Linked DNA regions of Anas platyrhynchos: region 1 is linked to region 2. A link is a contact called in public Hi-C data. All regions are on one chromosome and are shown on one strand. Each heading gives the region's core, a stretch centred on a gene start, on an enhancer-like site or on the middle of the called end of the contact. The rest is flanking DNA. Distances are from core to core; before and after follow the strand shown. Region 1 holds the start of TOR3A (torsin family 3 member A). Region 2 holds the start of NPHS2 (NPHS2 stomatin family member, podocin).

The links. A called contact is a pair of places that touch in the nucleus more often than the background predicts.
Region 1: a contact with region 2 is called in a Hi-C map of subcutaneous adipose tissue, with 2.1 times the contacts expected there. The contact joins the promoter of TOR3A here to the promoter of NPHS2 in region 2. A contact is called at or near these places in 2 of 8 Hi-C or Micro-C datasets (F5 follicle and subcutaneous adipose tissue).

Annotation. Positions count from the first base shown.
Region 1 is chr8:18,857,651-18,864,424 of IASCAAS_PekinDuck_T2T, reverse strand. TOR3A (torsin family 3 member A) reads left to right here and starts at 2,931. Exons shown (of 6, transcript XM_021272304.4): 1 at 2,931-6,292; 2 at 6,644-6,757. The coding sequence starts at 6,004. FAM20B (FAM20B glycosaminoglycan xylosylkinase) reads left to right here. Exons shown (of 8, transcript XM_038183030.2): 8 at 1-1,939.
Region 2 is chr8:18,725,723-18,732,142 of IASCAAS_PekinDuck_T2T, reverse strand. NPHS2 (NPHS2 stomatin family member, podocin) reads right to left here and starts at 4,976. Exons shown (of 10, transcript XR_011810974.1): 1 at 4,286-4,976; 2 at 3,306-3,409; 3 at 2,566-2,638; 4 at 2,176-2,258; 5 at 857-1,060; 6 at 107-162.

The DNA of each region.
Region 1 (6,774 bases), core at 1,682-4,181, 130 kb before region 2:
GTCCTTATAAGTAAGGGAACATATCACTTCCCAAAGTGATTATATCTTATTGGACTTGTGAGCCAGAGCAGCAAAATGTCAGTTTAAGCCCTTTTCCTTGACGTGTCTGTCAAAATCTTTCCACCTCTGCAGCAGTGTGGCAGGCAGACGAAATGAAGAGCTGTTTACTGGTGCTTGCAGCTGCTGCCATACCTGATCAAAGAGGTGTGAGTGAAAGAGGTTATTTTAAAATGTAGTTTTATTTTGTTGATGTCTTTTTGTCATTTTCTGAGCAGAATATCTTGAAAGTAGAATGCAGCTGTTCTCCTGAAATGGGCTTTTATGTTCTTCTAGATGTCTTTTGGACTTGGCTACATCACAGACTCACTCCACAGTCAGGACTGGAGCCAGAGTTATTTATTGGTGTTGCTAGTCAGGACCAATGCACAGACAGCTTTTTGGACACTGGTGTTAAGCTGGTGCCTCTGTGGCTGTACTGGGTAATATAACAGAAGCTTAAGGAAGCCCTGGTCCTTGGTGCGTTTAGCCCGTGTGGATGGTGCCTGGTGGGTGCCCTTAGTGCAGCACCAAGTGCCCTGGGCTGACACATTGTGTAGCCTGCAGCCACATCTCACTGGCTGGGAGGTACTGTGAGTAGCAGGAGGTGAGTGAATGCTTTTGTTCTGAAGCAGAATAGGTCCACACTAAGCCATTTTGGCATAAATTTGTTTCCCAAAAAGTTCAAGGTGATTTACGTGAGAGGGGAGACTGAAGCACATGAGAGCGGCTTGAAGTATTTTTTTTTTTTTTTCTCTGAGCAAAATCATGAGCACTTAATATTTTGGGAAGTCTCTGTGGAAATTTGAAGATCAGATTTGTATTTCAGCACTGCTGATGATTCGCATTTGACTCAGTAACAAATTCTAAAAAACCCTCTGTCTTTATGAAATGAAATTCATGTTCAAGGCTTATGCTTTGCTTGTTTATGAGCTTTTAAGCTGAATCTTGCAGTCAGATCCGATCTGGGGATAAGTTTTCCTTCAGTATGAATGTCAAAGAATTAAAGTACTGTACTGGTTTAGTTGTAAACAAAGGGCATGAAGTCAAGCATCATCATTTAGGAGGAAGCAGGAAATAGGTGCTTTTTTCCTTCTTTTCTTTTTGTTTTATTTTGGTCATATTGACTCTTGTGGTCACTGGAGCTTGGTGTCCTGCAGCAGGAAAAAAGAATCAATTCCTCTCTTACCCAGAATCAGGAAGATCCAATTTTGGCATTGTAATCATTGATGTTTTGGCAGAGATTGTTGTTTCGCTTTAATATGGAACCCTGAGAATTTTAAAGTCAGTCGTAACCATTGCAAAGGAAATAAGAAGCAACATCCAGATGCAAAACGGAGTCTGCTTGAACCTCTAAAAAATGTTGTTGTTTGTGAGGCAGGTGCTATGCTGTCTGTTGATGAGGTTTTCATGACACTTCTAATTCTTGTTCACTGTGCACACTGTAATTCGCTGGCTCCAGATGTTACAAAATGGTTATGTTGTGGATATTAGTAATATCAGAGCGCTTGAAGCACAGAAATCAAGAACTAATTAAAAAGAGAGCATCATCAGCCATCTGCTATTTATCTCCTCCTTCCGAAGGCAGCAGTCGGGCTGGAGGAAACACCGAAATCAGCTCCTCTTCCAGCAGCTAATGAACTGGAGTGTGTCTTGCCAAACAAACTTCAACTGCAAAATAATAATTTATTAAGAAGGTAATTTATTTGCTGCGGCAGCTGGAGCAAGATGCTTGAAACAGACACCCCTGTTGGAGCTGTCAGAGGATTGCCCCTGGGAGCAGCTGCACAAATGAAGGTTGCTAATAAGAAAACGGAATGCAATCATGACTTTCTACTTGTATCCCCCAGGGTCAAATCCCACATAAAGCAACATTGTGTGAATAAAGATTTTAATAAAGCAACGCTGATGGATTGTTTAAGTTTCTCTCCATGCCTTCCCCCTCTCCCCATTTCCTACATTTACTGGATTGAACGTTTGAATCGTTTTGCTACTGGTGTTTCCCAGTTATTCCTTCACTGATGCTTACCGATGGCATTTGTTCCAGGGATGTATTTATTTTCAAGAACGGGATCAAATGCGCAGCTTGGTTGCGAGAGCTTTGCTGGTAAGGCAGGATGTGCTCAAGAAGAGTGTACCAAAGTGATGCTAACAAAACACAGCCAGGCTTAAATGGTCTCCAGAGAGCAAATCTATTTGGCTTTGTAGTGTGCATCCCAGGGCCCTGCATCTGCCAAACACCTAGGCTGATTTCTTGCTTGTGTCCCAGTAGGCTGGCTCGTTGTACGGTGTATTCACTTGGCAAAAGGTATGTATATAAATTGGCAAGTGTTTGTGGTTGGCTTTTCTAAGCTTTTATTGAAGCCTTATTATAAGACACGGCAAATACACAGCCATCAAAGACCTGTTCCCACAGAGCATGAAGATCTCATCTTGCTGGATCGGAGCTTGTTTTTGCAATAACCTGCTGCACTGAGCTTTTCAGAGGTCAAGGTGACTCTCGCAGCACTGAACGTCAGGCATCTGGAAGCAAAGGAAGCCGCTGGTTGCTGCTGTGGCCTTGAGATGACTTCGGGACGAGCTGCCGGCCTCATGTGGCTCTGGGGACCGGCACACCGTGAAACCACCGAGTCACCGTGGTCATGGAAATGTGGGAACGCTCTGACCTGGCCTGCACCATCAGAATGGTGTCGGTACGTGGCCAGGAGCTCTGATTTTTCTTGAACTGATTTCTCGGGTGGAAACACCCTGCTGCGTAACAGGGTGAGAGTTTATGTAACCATAAAGTTTGAAATGTTTCTGATTATAAAATGAACATTGGCTTTACAGAATACACAGAAACAGCTTCAAGCCAGTGGAAAAGAACGTGGTTTTGAAAACCAGCTCTCTTCCTGAATTTCCTTCAGATTATTTCCCTACAATTTTTTGATTCTAAAAAGTAGAAAGGAAAAGAAGTTTGTGGCGTGTGTGGCATTAGTGCTCTGTTTTTTCTTTGCAGCCTCAATATTTTTAGGAGACTGGGGGTAGAACTTGGTGGGAGAAAAAGAGGGAGAGAGATCCCCCAATCTCCTTTATTCCACATCTTTATTTTATTTGCTGATCTAATCCTTGTCTGCATTATGCTGAGCTGCTGGAGAGGCTCTCCTCCTGCTGCCTTCTGTCAGAGTTCATCTGTGGAAGCGTAGCAGGAATTACTGTGTGGAAACTGAGAAAAACCGTAAAAGGGTGGATGCACAGCGTTTCCCCGTTGAGCTGATACAGCTGTAGCTTAAAATCCCAGACTGCAAGGTGCCCTCTGTCTGCTTGTACCGAGTTGTCAGAGGTGCTGAATAAGCCAGGCATCTCCACATTTTTTGCAGTACTGATTTTTCTTTCTCTTTAGATGATACCTGCAGTCAGACCCAACCTGACCCGAGATCATGGATTTTTAATCAGATGGATGCTGTTCGCCAGGACTGCTCTGGAATAACTGTTACATTATGTCTGGGGCTGCGCAGCCCCCTGCAGCTTCCTGTGAGACTGCCAGCTGAAGACCAGCAAATACTATAGCAAGAGCTTGAGATTCAGCAGAGGAAGGAAAAAAAAAATAGAGATGTAGTCCCAGCAAGCTGCACTAGGGCACTGCCTGTCTGCTGTGCTTCCCAGCCTGTCCTTCCTAGCCAGGTATGAGTGAGTTCTTCCCTTGCAGAGCACCAGGGTCTCTTCCGCCCTTCTGCACCTTCCTATCTAGTCCTTGGGCATAATTTCTTGCCTGAGGTCCTGCAAAGGGGTTTGAATTATTAAGGATTCTGGATTTTTTTTATGTTACTTTTTTTTTCCTTCAGTTCCTTGTTAACCTCAGCCTGGTCATCAGGATGTAGTTGGCAGGTTACTGAAAAACGACTTTCATTTTCCTCTCTAGCTCTCGCAATGTGCTACACTTACGTGAGCTGACACCCCAGGAACTGTGCTGTAGCTCCCTGGAGCTGTTGTGGGACTGTCAGTCATTTCATCTTTCCGAATCTGCTTTTTCTTTTTTTTTTTCTTTGGAACATTGAAGCATCTGCTTTTTGTAGTAAAGACCAGCCCATTTGATCAGCTCTTTTCAGCTAAAACATTTATCCCAGGAGGGCAGGGCTTGAATGTCACAACTGTGATGTATTTTTTTCTCATAAATCCACATAAGGGCTTCAATTCAGATGCTTCCGATGGTTTTCAGAAAGATTGGTGGCAATTTCATTTTTCTGTAGCTGCAGTGCTTTTGGTTTTGGATGTTTTTTATGTGCACTGATTTTAGTTCTGGTTTAGTTGAATTACAGCAACTAGTGTTAAGGGTTTAGCCTCAAGGATTATTAAATTGGAGGGGGCAATTATGCTAATCAGTACGAGTATCTTATTCATGCAGATTTGCAATATTTATAGCCACCTGTAGATGGAGATCTGCTCCACTCCATGCCCTGGTGGTGCTGCAATCCTGCTCCCCATCCACCTGAATGAGTGAATTGCATTTAAGCGTCCACTTCATTTTTCTGAGCACTTGGGATAACCTTGAAAACTTTCCACGTTGGAAATAATGCGTCTCAGCTTTGTTTTGGTTAGGGTAAGTTGTGGGAGGACTTGTTCTGATGCTGGATAACTCGTGTAAGCAATAGTTTCTTACAGTAAGCCAGCAGTGGGTATACCTCGGGGTAAAATGCAAGATAAAAGGCACTTATCCACTTTTCGTCTCCCCCACACAGCTGAGTTTGTGTACTTGGCATGTCAGTGCTGACTAGTTTTCCTCCGGAGGGTTCAAGTGTGCCTTTCCTCTACTGCCTGCTTCCAAAATTTCAGCCAAGCTTTGCCTGGGATCCTTGCACCCTGCTAAAGCAAGAGCAGCCAGTCTTAGGGACTGCTCGCTGCTTCCCCATACAGAGGGGGTTTTACAGCTGTTTAGAGAAAAATTGGTTGGTGGTGGAGAGGTCAGTGGTGGTAACGAGTTGTACCACAGCTCTCCTACATGATTTTGTGGTGATTCTCTGCTGATCTGAACCATTTTCCTGCCTGTTTTCATGGAGTCCCCCCTGTCCCTGTTTATGTACTGGTGTACAGAGATGCGCTGATGTAAAAATCACCAGCGAAACTCTTTACTGTAGGTGAGGAATGTGACACAGCGCATCACAGCACGCCCATCCCAGAGTCAGCCACAAAATCTTTTCTCCTGGAGCTATGGCACAATTGCTAAACCGAACTCACACCCGAACAGCGAGCAAGTAACGCCCAGAGAGCTCATGGCAGCTCTGCGTGCTGCCGGTCTGACTCATCCCCGTCTCCTGCTCCCTTGTTTGTGCCAGTTATTTTTGTGTCCCCTTGGAAATGACCCTGATGAACAACCACCCATGCCTGTGTAACCAGCTGTCTTCCCAAAACAGCAAGCCCAGAGGCAGGTAGAGACCTTCCCAAAGTCCCCCCTCACATCTCTGTCAACGGGTGAGTGTTTTAGATTTGTGTTTCAGATTTGTGTGCGTTTCAGCTGCCACAAAAAGCAGTCCAACCCCCTAGCAGCACCCGAGCGCACTGCTGGAAAAATCCCACTCCTGGAAGCCAAGCCCACCGCCCCGTCCTGCTTAAGTGCTCAGCAGCAACACCTCACCCGGGCCACGGGGCTCCCTAAAAGCGCTTATTGGGCACCCTTGGGTGCCTTCTGGGCAGAGGGAGGCAGGAGCCTGAGCTGGGACAATCCCAGGGGCTGGTTTTGCTGCGTGGCGCTGGGAGGAGGAGCCATTCCCAGCCCAGTGCCGTGCTGTGGGGACCGCGGTGCGGGGCAGGGGCCGTGGGGTGGTGTGGCTGGGCCCTGCGAGGTGTGGTGGTGCCGCCAGCCCGCGGCTTCCCCCAGCACGACTCCGTTTGCGGGCGGCCAGGAAGTGAGATCACGGCTCCAGCCGTTTGAGGCAGGACGGGATCCAGAGGGATCCAGCAGGGCAGGATCCCAGCGGGGCATCCACAGCCATGGGCCGGAGCAGGCTCCTGTCCCGCCTGGGGCTGGCTGCCTGCCTGCTGCTGCTGCTGGGGGGCTCCGAAAGCCTGGGGAGCCAAGAGAAGCAGCAGGGACCCTGGGAGGAGGACCGGAGAGCCGTGACGGAGGCGGCCCCGTGGGCCAGAGCGAGGTACGAAGCCGTGAAGAAGCACTTGGGAGCTGTGGGAGCTCTCTCCAAGCAGTACTGGCAGTACCTGGCTTGCAAGGTGTCGCAGGAGGGCTGTGAAGAGGAGGGGAAGAGGAAGGCCGGTCCCAGCCCAGGTAAGCTCCCTCCTCTCCCCTTCCTGTGCCCTGGGAACAGCAGTGGGACCAAATGCTTCCCTGTGCCTGCGTGGGGGTCTGCACCCCCAGCTCCTGTGGCTGCTGCGGGGATGGGGCTCCCCCCATTGCTCGGCATGCAGCGGGTGCCACAAACACGTGTGTTGGGGCAGGGGGTGTGCTTGCAGCTCGTGTGGCTCCGTGTCCCTGTCTGAGCCAGCTGCAGCCCGTTATCCCCTGTGGGCCCCCACACCTGAGGCAGGGCAGTAGTTAACTGTGAGCACCTGAGCGCCCACACACAGCACAGGAAAGGCACCTGCTGGCACAGCTCTGCTCTGGCCCCTGTCTTTCCAGGTTGGAGCTTGCCTCTGGTGGGCCAGGATTACCTGGAGATCTTCTCTGCGTGGTACTGCAGCTTCGGCAAGTGCTGCAAGACAGGAGACTGCAGGATAGTCAACAACATCACAGGTAGGTGCTGTGCTGCT
Region 2 (6,420 bases), core at 3,727-6,226:
CAGAATGGCTGCAGGGAAAGAGCCAGAGCTAAAGAAACGTGAGCAGGGCAAGATGGGTACTTGCAAAAGGCCAGGGATGCTGCCTGCACCAGCATTTCCTACCTACATTTCTGTTCTCTCCACTTTGATGCCCCAGAGGCCTGTGACCGCATCCAAAGCCACCTGTGAAGAAGAGAATATTTCTGAGCACAGGGAGAACACCGGCCCTTGTCCAGACCCCTCAAAGGGAGTTAGTGCAGGGGTGTTAATTCAAGATATTCATTAGATTGTGTGTGCTATTGCTTGAGAACCCTCAGAAATAAAATTATTTCCCTCACTTCTGATTTGTATTTGCCCTGGGGTTTTAGCAAGATTTAACCAGTACTTTCTGTGTTGACTGTGGAAGCAAATCAGTTCCGTAGGAAACACGCAGCTGCTGACTGGTATCATCATGTCTGCGTGGCATGGCCACAGAGAGCTGCTGCTGGAGATCCCATGTGTTCAGAGCTTACGGCATCTCACTGAGGGAGCAGAAGGCAGTTCCCATGAGCATTTCCTCTCTGGGCTAAGTACTGAAGCTTGGATACTGCAAAGCACTGATGAAGGTGATCAAAAGGTTCCTTCTTGCCCCTCACACCGTAATGTTTGCTACTACACACACATGCCTGTGGGACCCACTCTGTAAATTCTTCCCCTAAAATGACTGAAAATTAAAAATAATTTTTAAAAACTCCCATTTTTCTGTGAAGGAGACACATTGTTATTAAACCCTTCTGGAAAATAGTGTCTGTGATTTAGGAGGACTGATTATGCTCTGAGCTTCCTAGCGGAGCCTGAATTCAGCCCTTGCTCTGCCCTCTCCCCCCTGCTGAAGCACCTTTATCTCCTGGCTGATGCTCTTTCTCTCCAAGAGAAGTTCAGAGAAGGCTCGATGTGCCAGGAGGCGCTTCGTGGTGGTCTGTACCAGCAGCTGGATGGCACTGGAGACGCCGGTCAGGGTGGTGAGGAGAAGAGAGGCATTCTCCAAACGGTAGTAGCAGACAGCATCTATCTCCAAGGTAACCATGTCTTTAGTCACCACCTAAAAAGATGTTAGGGGAGATAGAGCTGGTTCTGACAACTTTAAGGTAGCAGAGAAAAATGCATGACTCGGGGAATGAGGGAGACTAGCTGGATGGTTAAATCTTTGTCATTTCCACCTCTACTACTTTCTGACCTTGGGGGGAAACTATATAACCTCCAAATCTCAGTTCCCTGCAGAGCATCACCGTGTCTGCCTCCTCAGTTTGGGTACTGAGTTAGGAACTGTGAGCAGGTGAACGTCCTACTCTGTGATTCCCTGCCCACTGCTGCCTAGTCCAGTCCTGTTCTGTGGTGTGTGCTCAGTGCTGCTCAGTACCATCACCACAAGGATTTGCTGTACAGCGTGGGTACCAGATAAAGGCAACGGCACAGAGAACAGGTCCTAGAAGGAAAAGAGGGGCTATTAGAGCTTAAGCCTGGGGGACTGTGGCTAGGGAGGTTGCAGCTTCCAGGGTTAGCAGCAAGGATTCTGCCCTTTCTCCTTTTCAGGCTTGTACAGGAAGAGAGTAGCCTCATTGAGGAACACCCCTGTAAGGCTGTAAAGTCTGTGCTTCTGTCCCTGCTGTATGTACCCCTCAGTGTGGTGGGTTAAAAAAAAAAAAAAAAAAAAGGTCCAATAGCTTTGGCCCAGCCACTTCCTATTGGTATATGTTACCACTAAAGCTTGTGAAATTGAATGGGATTGAATCTCTAAATTTGTAACGCAGTGGTTTTAAAACATAAATAAAAATAAATAAAAACAAATACTATGGTGAATTTTTGGCTTTCCATTTTCTGAAGTGTTAGGGTTACTTTGAGACACTTTTTCAAACTTCTCCATGCAGCCATGAAGGCTGGAAGTATAGCAGCAGGGAGTTAAGGGGGACTTCTCATTCACTCACTGGATTCCAGGAGCTAGGGCTTTGCAAAGAAGGCCTAGTGGAAGATCTGCAGTGAGATCTGAAGCACGGGCAGTGTTAAGCAGAACCTTATGGCCAAGGGATTGGTCCTTCGTGACCTGGCTCCAGGATCGCTATCTGAAGCCATCACTTTCTTAATAGCAATGCAAAATTGGAACTGTCACAATGATAAAGAGACCCAAGAATTAATACAGAGAAGGGGTGGCAGTCATACCTGGTGGAAGGGGATCTCTAGGGTTTTGAGGCGGAGGTCCACCTTGTGATATGTGTCCAGGCAGGGAAGAAAAAAGAAAAGGCCTGTGGAGGAAAAGAAAGGCAGCTGGTGATCATCAGAACCACAGAAATTGCCTCCTCTACTCTGGGGAGCTGGGGAAGGGTCAGCATGCAGAACTACAGAAGACCAGCAATATATGGGCTCCAATTGTGAGGCTGTTTCTGTACTGGGAAAAGCTGTTAGAAACTACTGAACCCAAGAAGAAGGACCAAAGACATACTGTTTACTGTCCAGTTGTACCTGTTTGGAAGGCACACCAAGTGAGCTTTGGTAAAGCATGATGAAGAGGAGTGACATGGCTGGGGGCAGCTCAATGAGCATCTTACTTACCAGGTCCTCTGGCTCTGCCAGGAAGGAGACGCCCAAGGCGGAAAACGATGGCTCTCTCGTACTCCCGCACTACCTGCAGAGGGAGACAAAAGCTAGGCTGGAGGGGAAGGCAAAGGATTGGCAAAAGAAGTCTGAACAGTCTGTGTGGGAAGACGTGTGCTCTGGTAAAGCCCTGCAAAGGGAGGGTTTCAGCAGGCTGAGAGCTGCTGGAGTCTCCTGTCACCAAGTCCCTTTACCCCAGCGGAGAGCCTGGCCCAAAACTGCTGCTTGGCTCATGCACAAGCAGTGGAGGAGCAGCCTGAGATTTGGTAGGAGCAGGCAGCCTGTGCTAGAGCTTCCCAGGATTTCCCAGGATGAGGCCAGCACTCTGCTTCCTTCTAGGCTGGCTGAACTTGAACACCCTGAGCTTAAATTTTCCATTTCCTGAGAAGCAGTAATAAAAATACGTCTACTTGTTGCCATGCTATAAATCTGAGAAAACTGGAGGAAGAGGGGAAATCTGCTATTAACTGGGAGATCAATCTCTCTAAAATTGTAATGCAAAACCTATTTACCCTGCTGCTGCAATGCAGCCATCTCTGAACTGGGTAGGCTGAAGGTTGTGTTTAAAAGTGAACAGACCTGCAATTTGTTTAAAAACAGGAACTTAAGCCAAAGCTTTATGCCAATATGTACCAGCGGGGCACATCCACACCAGGCACTGAATACCACATGTAAAGAGGCACTGTGCCTGTTCTCACCTTCATGCAGAACCAGACAGAAATGGGGAAGGTCATTACGATGAACAGGAAAGACAAGATAGTCAGCAGCCACTCGCAGATGCCGAGACCTGGTGACTTTATACCTAGGGAGAAATCAAATCCAACATGGTTGAGTTAGGAGAGGACAGTTCCCAGAATACTGATAGCCTGGCAACTGCCTGCACAGATAAATGTCAGTGTCATCCTTTGCCTAGACCTGGCATGTTTGAACCATTTGGCACTCTCTGGATCTGTGTTTAAAAAACAGTTCCTGTCTCAGGGGGCCAAGAGCTGCCAGGACAGACTGACAAATTTTATCTCTGCATTACTGACAGCAATGGAGCCACACTTCCCCACGGTGCCTTTACTAAAGAGCACTTTTCAGCTTGAAGGCCTGTGGCTACCAAGCAGTGTTGGAAGGCTCAGAATGGGCAACTTGCTGGCTGAGCTGGGATCCCAGAAGCATATTTAGAAAGACAAGCTAATGACAAAGAGAAGGATTGCAAATAAGAGGTAGCTTTCAACACACACAGCCTGTAAGTACCCCTCTCTATCAGGGGCATCCAAAATATCCTGAGGACAATTTTAGTCCCATTCCAGAGAAGAGGAGCTGTTCTCAAGGGTTATCTAGAAGGGAGCTATAAGTTCATGGCCCTAAGAACTCTGCTGTAAAGCTATCCGTGTCCACCTAAAGAAGGGCAAGCCAGAAAATTATGAACAAGAATAGAATTGGGGATTAGTGAGCTGAAGCAAAATGGATTCTGGGGATGTAAGTGCTGGTTGCAAAGTTCATTGCTTTGCTAGGCAGTGCTGATCTTCCTGTACTGACTGTAGAAGTTGGCTGGGAGGCTGGCTGGCTATCCATCTTGAGAATAACTACACAGCCGTGCAAGGTGAGCGTGGCAACACTCACTGTGCAGAAAGCAAAGTCACACTGTGACCCACACAGTTTTCTGCCCCTTCCCTTCTATAAGCCATACCTTCTTCATGACGCTCGCTGTCCAGCAACATCATTGCCTCCATTTCTTCATCAGATATCACATCATCCACATCCACCACCGTGGATGTGTGCACCCGACCATCAGTCCCTGCAATGCTCTTGATCTCCTTTTTTTTCTCCTGTTCTACATCTCCTGTTTCTTTGTTGGCTTCTCTGCTGCTCTCCCTCTTCTCTCGTTTCTTCCGTGTAGCCAGGGGCTCTCTGTTTCTCTTACGAGACTCCCTGGAAGAGCTCCGAGACCTCTCATCCATCCTCATCTGATTCTCTGTATTGAGGAGCATGCAGCTTCCTGTGGGAGTAGGATGAATTTGTGCTTGAATTTATTGCTGCAGGCAAGGGAGGGAAGAAGGGGAGGTGTCAGATCAAGGAGGCTTGTTCCAAGTTTATCACAGGCTTGTCAGACATAATGGGCAGTGAAGTGAACAAGCTGTTTCCCAGCTGCTCTGCTCTCATCTCACACTGCTGTGGAGATGGGAAGGAAAGTTAGACCTGGACAAGGTGGACTCCAGGGTAGCTTTCTGTTTGTATCTTCCTGCCCTTGGAAATAAAGTATGATCAAAAGCCCTTGTGATTTTTAGCAGATGGTTTTTACAAAGTTGTTGAAAAGCAACCTAAAAGTAACTGGCAGATATTTGGCTCTGAAGACCTGAGATGTGACTGGTACAATAAACACCAGGGTAAAAAAAAAAAAAAAAAAAAAAAAAAAAAAACATACTGGTGAGATCTGTGGCTTATCTGAGTGTTTGGGAGGGCTGTTGCAGAGAACAGCTAGGTGAATAGCATCTCATGCTATTAAGTCTGTTCCTTAAAAAACCTGGCAGTCACAGTGGTGCGATATTGACTGCAAAATTTCTCTTGGGTTGCTGCACCTTTTAGCAGGGAGCCAAACTAGCTGTTCCCAGTTCAGCCCCAAACTTTCCAGAATGGGTGACAAGCAGGGAAGTCATTGCTAGGATAGGGTCAATGAATCTCTCTTCTAAATGGCCAGAAAAGTTTGTGTGTAAAATGCCTCCATAGTTTTCCACAGCAGGAGTGAGGCAGCACAAACACGGGAGCTTTTTCTGTCAGAGAGAGCTGCCACAGCACAGCACAGGCTGTGGTGGCATCTGTGGAAACCTTGCAAGAAACACTTCTAAAGTGCTACAGATCACACTATGTCACTGACTGTATTAAAGAAATCAGCACCTGACTGGAAATCACACTACAGCAAGACAAGGCTGGAACATAAAAGCCATGACTTCCCTGTCAGGCAGGCAGTGCTGAGCTCAGGGTTTCCCACTTGGCCTCTGGCAGGGAGGTATGTTATGCGGAGGAGCTGCTGGAGGGAGCCCGGAAGACAGTCGGGGAGGTGTTGCTCTTGTTTTTTCACAGATTCCTGTCTTATTGGAGGCTTTTGGCCTGCCCAGAGTCAGGATATCAGAGCCAGGGATGGCAGGAGTGCCAGCTCGTCGCTTTCTCTGCTCTGTCATGCTTTGTGCCTCATCAGCAGGTCACTGGGGGAGTGATGAATGTGGAGGGCTAATGGATGGTGAGAAAAGCTGGGTGCAAATAGGCTGTAATTAATAAATTCATACTGCCTGTATTTGCTTTGGAGATGCTCCAGAGACTTGTTTTACTTTTAACACTCAGAGAGGTGGAGACAGTCTTCAGCTGCTGGAAGTGCAGGTGGTTTAAGAAGCAGTGAACAATGTCTCAAGCTTGGTTTTGGCCAGGCAGCACAAACTCTGGCCCATTTACTTCCAAAAGCTCCGCAAGGCTCTTTAAATCTTAAAAAGCCCTGCAGCTTTCTAGTTGTGTCTGACGTTCTTTCAGCCAATGACTCCTAAATCCTCAGTCCCTGTGGGGCACTTTGGGGTGCTACCTCAGGACCGAGGAGGTACTTTGAGGGCATGTGCTGAGGTGGGTTTGCAGAGTATTATCCTGAAACCTCTATTTTTAGTCCCCATTGCCACCCTGAAATATATCCCTGTGTGGAAACCAAACAGATCCTCAAGCAAGTTTCTTAAGTAACCTCGAAAACAGTTACTGCAATACAATTCATGACGCGTTAGCCTTGGGAAAGGCACTCCACCACATATTCTCCTCTCACACAGGACTAAAATGCGCAAGGCCACC